Linked DNA regions of Danio rerio: regions 2 and 3 are each linked to region 1. A link is a contact called in public HiChIP or PLAC-seq and Micro-C data. All regions are on one chromosome and are shown on one strand. The core of a region is the stretch at or near the end of the contact, and the rest is flanking DNA. Distances in the headings are between cores, read along the strand shown.

Evidence for each region. Hi-C and Micro-C count contacts between places; a contact is called where the count stands out from the background. HiChIP or PLAC-seq counts read pairs in DNA pulled down with a chosen protein or histone mark.
Region 2: a Micro-C map of caudal fin shows a contact between it and region 1, with 5 times the contacts expected there. The contact joins the promoter of mrpl35 here to the promoter of adob in region 1. A contact is called at or near these places in 3 of 18 Hi-C or Micro-C datasets (caudal fin, hematopoietic stem cells and an unstated tissue).
Region 3: an H3K4me3 HiChIP or PLAC-seq map of pancreas shows a contact between it and region 1, with 7 times the contacts expected there. The contact joins the promoter of LOC100535468 here to the promoter of adob in region 1. A contact is called at or near these places in 3 of 4 datasets of contacts at active chromatin or transcription factors (embryo, gastrula embryo and pancreas).

What each region holds. Positions count from the first base shown.
Region 1 is chr17:48,638,889-48,643,250 of GRCz12tu, reverse strand. It overlaps adob (2-aminoethanethiol (cysteamine) dioxygenase b), which reads right to left and starts at 2,204. Exons shown (of 1, transcript NM_213193.2): 1 at 374-2,204. The coding sequence starts at 2,002. The coding sequence ends at 1,238. All of the region lies in intron 5 of znf365 (zinc finger protein 365), which reads right to left.
Region 2 is chr17:48,496,021-48,500,159 of GRCz12tu, reverse strand. It overlaps mrpl35 (mitochondrial ribosomal protein L35), which reads left to right and starts at 2,794. Exons shown (of 4, transcript NM_001076725.1): 1 at 2,794-2,834; 2 at 3,715-3,877. The coding sequence starts at 2,804. si:dkey-21a6.5 reads left to right here. Exons shown (of 9, transcript XM_695132.8): 9 at 1-709. The coding sequence ends at 158.
Region 3 is chr17:48,827,873-48,831,615 of GRCz12tu, reverse strand. It overlaps LOC100535468 (dr1-associated corepressor), which reads right to left and starts at 2,325. Exons shown (of 8, transcript XM_073927744.1): 1 at 2,204-2,325; 2 at 2,028-2,100; 3 at 1,129-1,182.

The DNA of each region.
Region 1 (4,362 bases), core at 955-3,454:
TTTGCTTGAATTTAATTGTATCATCTTTCAATTTCTAAATATTTTTGATGACGAGAATACTATTTAATAAAAATATCTGTTTAATAAATCAGTTTTGTTTAAATGCACCAACACACATTGCCTAAATTCAATGATAAATGGATAAAAATATTCATTTTCAAAATGAGTTGAACTCGATGAGCACTGTATTTAAACAAAAAAAAAAAACCCTAACACGTATTTAAAGTAAACATTAATATAGCTTTTAAAATTGTTTGCCTTTCTGTCAGCAGGTGATATCTACTAACATGAAAAATCTTAATCGAAACTGTATATAGTCAATAACATGTCTTTAAAGAATTCAAGAAAGTATTTCAATCATCAAAAGACCGGCAAATTTTCCCCTTTTTTATTAATTTAAATGTTTAGGAGGGAACACATTCTTCATAGTGCATGATTGATTTTCATTCATTATTTTAACTATTTTAAATTTGGCATCCTGGCTAAGTGCTTGATTATCAATATTATCAGGAGTGTAAAAGACAAAAAAAAGGTTTTGTGTCCAGTGTCACGTAGGCCAGCTTGTCAAGTGAGTGTTTTGAACCTGTTACTAAGCATTTCTCGGTCCTGCACAGCTTAATGCATTAACACAATGATGACAATGGAAACAAGATGACGAGATTCCCACTCCGATAAACCAAATCTCACATCTGCTGCAAATAATTAAATATTAATCACACGCTGTACAAAGAGAATCCAGGCAAATGGAGAACAGAGACTTTTGTTGAACCTCTATGTAAAATCAGAACAGTCTGCATGCAAACACAGGACATTTATGGACATAAATACAAAAAAAAAACATAAACTGCCAAAAGACAATTAAAGACAGCAGCTGTGATGAGTGGCTAGAGATAAACCACTGTATATTCTGTCCAAGAAAACAGTTCACCATTTACTCACACTGAAGTGTTTCCAAATCTTTTACAAACAAATATTTTTCAAAGAATGTTAGAAACCTGTAACCATCGACTTCAATTGTGTTTGTTTGTCCTACTATGTACATAAATGGTTACAGGTTTCTTTGATATATCTTCTTTTGTGTTGAACAGAAAAAAGCTTTGAAACAAGTAAAGAATGAGTAAAATGATTTCACTTTTGGGTGAACTGTCTCATTAAGGTACCCAGGTAAAAGAAAAAAAACTCCTGAATCACTCCAGACTGTGATCATTATCCCAGTTTATACAGTTATACATCCCTCTCAGAGGGTCACTTTAGGCCCTGGGTATGGTTCACCACCACACCAAAATTCACTAGGCTGGGGTATTTCCATTAGCCACACGTCCCCTTGATCCTGGACTTCACTCTTTTTATCTGCAGCCTCTGAATGAGCTTGCAAAACTTTATAATAATGGCAGTCTCTCCCTTCGTCTGGGTCGTACGGGGGTGCTAAGATGTCCAGGAAAGCGGTGGGTCCGTCAACAGCGTCTATCTGGTGGATATTGTCCTGCTGGGGTGAGAGCACACACGGGCTGCTGTCCTCTGTGAACTCCCCGACGGACTTCAGCACTGAGGGCCGTAAGGAGCCCCTCTGGAAGGGCATGAGCGGAGGGTTGAACTGCACGCCGCTGGCGCCGTCTCTCGGTTTATCCAGGCGGTCGAAACAACTGATCCGCACCTTCCCGTAGATCACCTTCAGCATGCCGTACATCCCCGGATGGTCGTGCAGGGGTATCGAAGCCCCCGTTTTCAGCAGAAACACCCCCATGCTGAAGGAGTCGGTCTCGCAGATATGCATGTATGTGACGGGAGGAGCGATGCGCTGATGCGGCACCGGGGCGCTCTCGGGGGTCCGGGCTGCGATCTTCAAGTCCGCCGCTCTGACCTCCGCCAAGAGGCTTTTCAGCTTGCTTTGGTTCTCCAAAAACACTTTGTTGTGCTCGCCGATGACAGACGGGTTTCGGAATGTTGCGAGGGCCTGTTTGGCGATTTTCTGGACTGTGGAAGTCATGTTGTCTCGTGGCATCATAATAACGCAAGTGTCTAGCAGCGTCGACTTGACTTTCAACTTTGCGCGAAATCAAGTGCAGCCCTGTCCGTTTCCGTATCGTTTTAGGCCATCAAAATCATGTGTAAAAGCTTAACTTGAGCGTACTGTCGGGAATACCGTTAGGATCAAGTCATTTCTGTCCATGACCACTCCATATACAGGCATCCAATTCACACGTACGCAATGTCAACAAACGCTATACGTCACACCGAGAATTGTGGGAAATGTCGTTTTGTTGTTTTGAAATTTAGACCAAACTTCAAAACGTGTCGTTATTGTGACGCGCGGTTTAGTGTTTGTAAGCTTTTGCCAAACTCATTTTGTATGAGTAACAAGACAGTAGCATACTCGCATCATAAATGTACGTTGTAAGAGATATCACGCTTAAACTGGTTACTACAATTCCCATACACTGACCTTACAAGGGGCAATGACACTTCAGTCCTTCACCGCCACTCAGAGAAAAGTCACGCTTTGAAAATGCTCTGATACGGAAAAAAAAAGAGGTCACGGTCGGTTTGGTGACCGCGAAAAGTATTTAAAGACATAAAACTGTACATATAGGCTAATATTGTTAAATTTAAAAACAACTGAATTTTACTTTAAAGCCCAAAAGTTAATCTGTATGAACAATCACAAACACCACAATTAAAATAGGGTTTTTGCAACAAAACCATTATTATTGTATCATTGCCAAAGTTTAAACGATTAACCTTTTTTGTTTGTAGTAAAACTATATTCTTAAAGGGATAGTTTGCCCAAATATGAAAACTGCCTTACAATTTACTCACCCTCAAGTGTTTCCAAACCTTCGGGAGTTTCTTTATTCTGTCACACGAGAAGGTATTTTGAAAAAGCTGAAAACCTGCAACATTTGGCTTCCATATTTGAAACAAATAGCTATAGAATTCAATTGTTTCTTCAAAATATCTTACTTTGTGTTTAACAGAATAAAGAAACTTAAACTGATTGTGAACAAAGGTAAGTAAAGGATGACAGAATTAGCAGTTTTGGTAGAAGTTTTCTTTTAAAGGACAATAATTACAGAAAGCTGTCTAATATTGTAAAAACGAATTCTCTACATTTACACTGATATAGCCTAGTTTAAATTCTTCACAATAATATTTGTAATCAATCTGCAATAGTTAGTGTGATTATCTGCAATCTACCAAATATAAATATGTCCTCCTAAGATTGTTTTGCCCTTGAATATGCCATGAAATCTGATTTGTTATTCTTGAAACATTGAAAAAAAACATTTAATTTCAAATGAATTGTTTTAAATAGACATTTTTAATCAGTTTTAGCATATTTATAGAATTATTTAAAAAAAAATCCAAATCTGAACCCTACAAATACTAATGTCTTAATAATTAAATGTTCACAAAAATCAGGGTTCATACACATTTTAACTACTAAAATTCCATGACTTTTCCAGGATTTTTTAAAGACACTTAAGTCCATTTTTATGACAAGTTTCATGCAATGTCTACATATGCGTGATAACAGAAAAACACTGCATGTTCAAATTTATTTCATCATCTCGTAAAACACGCAACAATATATTCAGTTTAAATTTGCATGTAAAATTTAGACAATGCTTACACCGCAGTAATAATGTGAAAGTATGTGATTAGCCAAGGACAGAAAAGAAGTAAAGACAACTAACCTATATTCTGGTATACAGACATCTGTTTTCCATGACTTTTCCAAAACTTTAGGTTTTTCTGTTTTTCCAAAACTTTTCCATGCCTGGAAAATACAATGTCAAAATTCCATGACATTTCCAGGTTTTCCATGACCGTATTAACCCTGAAAATGTTTCATGAATAATGGTTTGATTATGATTTTAAACAAAAGATACCCATGAAGAAATCTATTAACGTATCTGGAAAAACAGCAAAATGTTAGAAAAACCTTTTCATAACAGTAGCCTATTTTGAGAATGTTCCCTTTTGGAAATCTACTGACACTTGTGTGACCCTGAAGGGGAATTTACACAATACACCCACTAAAATTAATCTGACAAAAAACAGCAGCAGCAGCAGCAGCAATAGAATCCAATTTGTAATGATGTAAATCATTATAACATAAGTTAACCCAGCAAACAATTTTAAACAATTCTAATAGACATCTGAATGTAGACAGCTTGGCTAAAACAAGGCTAAACTTAAGCTGTCAGAGACAATCTAATAGACCAAAACTAGACTAGTTGTCAAACAGACAGATTAGACAGACTATATATGTCATTAATTTCTGTTTATTTGACGACTAGTCTAGTTTTGGCCTGAGGTCTATACAATTTTCACTGACAGCCCAAATTTAGCCTTGATTTA
Region 2 (4,139 bases), core at 1,545-4,044, 140 kb after region 1:
TGGGTCTTCTCTTTATCATTGTTTTGGTTCTGCGGAGAAGAAGAGATAATGACAGTGAACTGTCCCTGGCCCGGACGCCCCTCCTGCGCAAAGATCGGCCTCCGGGACGCTTCTACGGGATCCCCTGTGACGCAGAGCCGGTTTATGCTGGCTGGTGACATAACTGTGTACAATGAAGCAATACCAGCTGCACATTTTTGGTCCGAACGTTAGATCTTTTATTGAACCGTCCTAAGCTTTATGTTGGTACGATGCTATTAAATATTTAATGAATGAAGACGCACTTTTCTGCATTCCAGTTTTAAAGCGTTTACTACTGGCCATAATGTGGAGCTAAAAGTCCTGATGGTGATATGTCTGACTGCTTTTTGTGTTTGGATAGTATGATAAACCACTCAGTATTTTTGTGGGGTGGGGGTGGGGGGATGGGGGAGGGTCTTTTTCTTTTTGCATGGGATATTAGGTTAAGCACTGAAATTTTTGGTCATTATTTGGTCATTTTTGGACATTATGCTTATTTTGTGCACTTGTGGTACCACTACATTTGACTACCTGGGCTCCTCGAGGTACATTGTATTATATTTGCAGTTCTTGTATTTAATATGACGTCACACATGACTTTTAAAACATTTTTGAACAATTTCCAGGGTCAAATACTGGAATAAATGGCTTTGCACAACTTTGAAATAAAGGTGTAGCGTCTCTGTGAGAGTTTGTTGGGTGATTCTTTCAGCTTCCAGTGTGTAGGCTGATATCAGGCATACTGGGCCACTTTTTTGTTAATCTGGGTTGATTTTTATATTTTTGTGTTAAATTGATGAATAAAATATAATTGTTCAGACCCTACAGGTTTTAAAAAATTAGCTGCTCCACATTTTTTCAGATTGCACTATTTAGGTAAAATGGGCCGGCTGGTCAGAAAAACTGGGCCAGTCAAACTGCAAAGTCAAATAGAAACATACATTTAATTTTTTTTATTTTCATAATGTAACTGAACATTGTACTTTCAATTGCAATAAAACTTCTCTTTGAATTGGATGAAATAAAATAAAACATTAATTTTAAACCATTTTGTCAATAAAACCTACATTTCATGAACAAAATGCACCAATAACAATTTGTTTAATGGCAACAAATGACTGCAAAAAAAAAAAAAAAAAACAATCAATGGATTTTATCAATAGAAAAAAATAGCAAAGATCGAGATCGATGTAAAGTTTTTTTTAAAGCATTAAAACATGTTTTTTGAAGATAAAGCCATAGTCATCAAAATGCCATTCTGTTCTTTATTTGTGTTTACACATACACCGTAGAGCACAGATAAACAGACATATTTGGAAGGTAAAATGTGAAAAGGGCATGCCACAAATGCTAAAACACAAGATATACAAATATAAATAATTTTTAAAAGGAAAAACTAGCAGAATTTCTGATTAAACTTAACTCAGAAGTGGCCCATTTTAACTGAAATAACGGCTCATTTTATACACATTCAGGTAAATTGGGCCAGCAACTAAAAATGATTTACGTATAAAAATCTAGTTTATTTAATTTTATGTCAGAGGGGCCATCAAGACATGAGTTATAAATAATTCATTTAAAATGTGCTTTCATTTGTTTTCTTTTTGGCTTAGCCCCTTAATTAATTAGTGGGCGCCACAGCGAAATGAACCGCCAACTTATCCAGCATATATTTAACGCAGCAGATGCCCTTCTCATTCTCTCATTCACACAAATATACTGCATACAATTTAGCTTACCCAATTCACCTATACCACATGTCTTTAGACTTGCGGGGGAAACCAGAGCAGTTGCGAACACGGGGAGAGCATGCAAACTCCACACAAAAATGCCAACTGACCTAGCCGAGGCTTAAACCAGGGAGCTTTTTGCTGTGAGGCAATCGTGCTACGGCCACGGCGCCACCACGTTAGCAACACCCCAGTTAGCAACATTAGACCAATAAAATGATTTGCTAAATATTGAGTACTGATATGGAAAAAGTTGCAGCTATATGTTCACTTTCAAAGAAAAATAAGACACTTCAACCTTAAAAAGCACATTTTATCTGATAAACCAATTTGTCACTATACCTTCGTTTTCTGAACTATCATGTGAAATATATAACAATATCATCAATTCAGGGGGCATAATGGTTAGCACTGACGATTTACATGAAGAATGCTGTGGTTCAAGCCTCGGCTGGGTCAGTAGGCATTTCTGTGTGGAGTTTGCATGTTCTCCCCCGTGTTGGCGTGGGTTTCCTCCAGGTGCTCCAGTTTCCCCCCACAGTCCAAATACATGTGCTATAGGTGAATTGGATAAGCTAAATTGTGTGTGTGAACGAGTGTATGGATGTTTCCCAGAGATGGCTGTACTGGATAAGTTGGTGGTTCATTTCGCTGTGGCGACCCCTGATCAACAAAGCGACTAAGGCAAAAAGGAAATGAATGAATGAATTTTATGATTCACCTAAAAGTTCATGCATTTCTATGCAAATATAGTTACAGATGTTTGGAGATTTTTACCTTCATAATTTGATTGTTATTTAGAAGATATTTCTTTTTTTTTGATTAAATAAAGCCAGAAATTCTTTGAAGCACGTAGACTATATTCATCATAGCTTATTTATCTAGATCTGCTGTGTGGTATGATAAAAAGCGAGCGAAATCATATCTTTAATTTTGCTTTTTTAAAACAACATTTATTTTCTGGGAAACGTTTTCTACAGTGTATAACTGCAACGCGTTTTTTTTTTTTGTCCAAACCGGCCACTGTAGTTGATACGTCAGTGGAGTTTAAGATGGCGGCCACCTTGACGAGAGGACTGTCAGGTATGAAATGTGCACATTTAACATTTGGATGATCAGAAATACTTTATTGACATAAAATTGATTGCGATCTTAATGTTGATGCACATTAAAATACAAAAATAAAGCGGTCTATGTTTACAACTTGTCAATATAGTAACGTTACTTGATTTTTGTAATGGAAAGATTAAGTGTTTCCCTTCATGCTGTATAAATGTATCATTTATTTAAAACTGTGCTTTATTATTTTGCATTTGTTTTCTAATTATTTTATATTTTGCGGAAATTTTTGTATTGTGTTATTGCATCGATCCCTTACGAAAATTAATCATTTATCATAACGTTAGTAACCATGTTTTTTGCGTGTTGATTTCCACCAATATGGAACAAAATACTATAGTAATTCAAAGTAAAGTACAGTTAAGTGTATTATACTGTATATATTATAGTATTTACACTTCACCTCTATTGAATATTTAAGTGAACTGATAAACTGTAAGTAATACTGTTGTTCTTTAGTTTTTACCACAGTAAACTGTGGTGTTTTGTAGTTTAATATTCAGTATATTTATAGAAAACTACAGTGTAGGGTCATTTGTTTATTTATTTGTCCTAGTTGCCGTGTTACTATATAATTACTACAGCAGACTATTTCAAGCATTTTACTATAGTATGGTTCAAAAACACCCTATTTACTACAATTTATTTTTATGTGGGGACAGTTTTACTACAAATGCTATGCTTTAAGTATGGTAAGTATAGCAAACCCATGGTTAACTTGTGTTTACTAGCTACACTAGCGATTTTGTTGTTGTTAATTTTCGTTTAGTTTTTAATTAGACACTCATTGTTATTTATGTGTCTGTAATGTGTAAACTACACTAGTTTGTCATCTTCTGTTCAGGTTTGCTGAGACCACTGTCAGTTTTCGGCAGGGAATGTCTCTCTTCTGCTGTCAGACTCGCACAGAGCCCTCGCTTCTCGACTGTTTTGCCGAATCATGCTTTCAGAACACTGACCCCGGCTCACACCACTGCTCCTGTGCAGCTGACTGGACTGCTCAGTCGGTAAGACACTGCCTGTTTATAGTTTAAAAACATACATTTTCTTACGTCCAGATGGTACCATGAAGTCCTGTTCAAATGATAACTATAACCACAATAAATGAGTTAAAAAAATCCTTTCACTTCCAAAGTGAAAATTGGGAAATCGACATCACTATTGAAAGCCCCTATCAGTGTAAGGTTTTTAATGAACGTTAGCCTTAAAGGAACACTACAAGTTTTTAAAAATAGGCTCCCCCTAAAATAAACAGTTCAGCATTTTTTA
Region 3 (3,743 bases), core at 1,076-3,575, 190 kb before region 1:
AGTAAAAAGTAACCACTGCGATTCACAAACAGCAATTATTGAATTCGATTGATTGTGAGTTAAATTTGTTCAAATGTTTTTTTGTTATTTATATTAAAATCTTATCACAAATAATGGCTATTTAATTGTATATAGTTGGTGAACTTGCTTTTATTTGTAAATTTATTGTATTTAATTATACATTAAGAAGATAAAGGGTCACTTTAAATATGAAAATATATTTTACACATACACAGTTGAAGTCAGAATTATTAGCCCCCTGTTTATTTTTTACCCCAATTTCTGTTTAACGGAGAGATTTTTCTTAACACATTTCTAAATGCTTTAATAACTCATTTCTAATAACTGATTTATTTTATCTTTGCCATGATAACAGTAAATAATATTTAACTAGATATTTTTCAAGACACTTACAGAATACTTACAACTTACAGTGACATTTAAAGGCTTAAGTAAGTTAATTAGGTTAATAAGGCAGGTTAAGTTAATTAGGCAAGTTATTGTATAATGATGGTTTGTTCTGTAGGGAAAAAAATTTAGCTTGAAGGGGAATATAATTTTGACCCTAAAATGGTTCATGAAAAAAAAATGCTTTTATTCTAGACAAAATAAAACAAATAAGACGTTCTCCAGAAGAAAAAATATTATCAGACATACTGTGAAAATTTACTTGCTCTTTTAAACAATTTTTAAATGGAAATATTTAAAAAGGAAAGAAAACATGAAAGGTAGCTAATAATTCTGATGGGAGACTCCCAGGGAAAACGGGAATATTGGCAGGTATGATTATGTACTGTATAAAAAAAATTAGTTATAATAAATGAGTTATTAAAACTAATATGTTAAGGAATTAGTTGAAAAATATCTGCTCTCTGTTAAACAGAAATTGGGGAAAAAAAATAAACAGATGATAATAATTTGGAGGGGGCTAATAATTCTGACTTCAACCGTATATATATATATATATATATATATATATATATATATATATATATATATATATATATATATATATATATATATATATATATATACACATATATACACATATATACTTTTTAACATGCAATTCATTAACGAAAGAAAAAAATATTCATAGAGAAAGAATATTTCAATAGGGCCCCATACCTGGAATTGCTTAGTTAGGGCCTCAAAATCAGTCTGCCCCTCTGTGGAACCTATCTGAAGTGTTGATTTTTAGAAAGTTATTTCACTGATTTGAACCAATAAAAACTTCAGAAATACGAACTAAGGAGTCAACAGGACAAAAAAGTCAATGAAATTACTTAATTTTTTTTTCAGTTGTGGTTTTAGAAATGCAATTTCACTGATTTGAACTGATTACAATATTCAGTAAATATGAACTAAGGGCCATACAGAACAAAATCACTAAAAAGTCAAAGTCAATAAATTGATTCTTTTGAAAGTTTGAATCTTAAAAACTATTAACTTATCTGTGCCAATCGTGACGTTCTATGAACTAAAGAGTCAATAGAGCAAAATAACGCAGTAGTCGAGAGACAACCTGTTGGAATCGCTGTTCTTCAAATACAATTGATCTAATTTGACTTAAAAACTAACAACAAAAGATTGAATAAAAGATTCTCATAGGTCCATGCCATAGGGTCCATGCAGAGAAACCGACTCTTTATAGAGTCATAGTTGAGAGCTATTTTGAGCCAATCTCAAAGATCTTGCGATGTTGCCCAGGGCATCACCAGCATAAGCGTGGACGGAACAAAAAAAGTCAAGTTTGAGGAATCGACATATTAAACATTCATTAAAATAAAGTTACAAATATGCAAAAAAATAAGTGCATAAATATAAACAAACAAATAAATGACAATAATAATAAAAATAATAACAACAACAACAACAAATAAGTAAATAAAACATGCTTAATTTGTAAACTGAGGTACCCTAATTGTTAAGTGTGTTGTAATACTTTAATAACTTGCAAATGATTCTAGCTACAAATATTACCCAGAACGCAACAGCATGCGTCATTCACTGTTTTGTAAGGATACATATGATGACTGGTACAGCTGTAGCGATTCGACCCACCTCAGTGTCCTTCTGCATTATTTTCTTGACGCGTCCCTGCATGGCCGAAAGTCGAACAACAGCAGGATGAGTGGAACGGTTCGCAGTCGCAGAGGTGCCCCACAAAGCTCACAAAACTTCCAAGTACAAAAATACTCACGGGTGGAAAGCGAACATTAAACTTTCTCTTTTGTCCGGGCATTTTGAATACTTAAATATCCGCATTAGGCTTACATTTTGAACCATTTTACGATTCGGAGTGCGGAGCTCCATTTGTTTACCTTTTACAGGAAGTGTTGAAGCAGAAATGAATGGAAGAACAGGTGGGTCGAGCCAAGGTAACGCCCCTGTCACGTGCGGCGTGGCGTTTGTAAACAGTACATTGTTACCTATGTTTTATCATTTTAATAATAATAACAATAATTTAAAAAGTCAATTGTGAATTTCTATTTTACAAGTAAATTTTTTATATTTACAAAAAAAATGCTACAGTGTCGGATAGTTACATTTAAAAGACATGGATTTCATTCTACGGTAAGGTAGGACTGTAGAGTATTGAAACCCGTTCCCGCCACTGAATAAAAAAAAAAAAACAAAAAAAAAAAAATACAATGTAAAAAAAATAATAAAGTCAGAATTCTGAGTTTTACAGTCAAAATTCCATTCAGATTTCCATTCAGATTTGTGAGTTATTAAGTTAGAATTCAGTTATTAAGTCAGAGTTCCGAGTTATTAATTCAGAATTGTGAGTTATAAAGTTAGAATTGTGAGTTAGTCAGAATTATGAGTTATTAAATCAGAATTGTAAGTTATTAAGTCAAATTTGTGAGTTATTAAATTATAATTGTGAGTTATTAAGTCAGAATTGTGTTATTAAGTCAGAATTGTGATTTATAAAGTCAGAATTATAAGTTATTAAGTCGGAATTGTGAGTTATTAAGTCAGAATTCTGAGTTATTAAGTCAGATTTTTGAGTTATTAAGTCAGATTTGTGAGTTATACATCATAATTCTGAGTTATAAAGTCAGAATTGTGAGTTATTAAGTCAGAATTTTGAGATATGAGTCAGAATTGTGAGTTAGCCTGTTAAGTCAAAATTGCGAGTTATAAACTTAGAATTCTAAGTTATTAAAGTTCTGACTTAATTACTAGCAATTCTGACTTTATAACTCGGAATTCTGAATTTACATATTTTTTACATTGCATTTATTATTAATATTTTTTTATTCAGTGGCGGGAATGGGCTTTAATAGGTTTTGAATGTAAATAGATACATAATACCAGAACACAGTTGGTTCAATATTTAAACTCATAGTCGTTTTTCAGCATTTATTACATGTAAATATGTCAGATGAAAAAGTCATACAACTCAACTTATAACCAGCAGGTGGCAGAAGTACAGCAGTTAAAGGGATAGTTCACCCCCCCCCCCCCCCCCCCCCCAAAAAGTCTTAATTTACTCACCATTAATTTGTCTCAAATCTGTTGTTAGATTTACTTCTCCTCTGTTGAACACTAAATAAAAAAAATCTTAAGAAAGCTGGAAATTGCATGGTAACCAATGAATTCCACAATATTAGTTTTCCTTATTATGAAGTCAAGGTTGAATGGTTTCCAATGATTCATTTTCCTTCGGCCAAGTCCCTGATTTTTCCCAAGTATTCTGGCATTTGTTTTACACAGTGCCAGTGGATACTCTT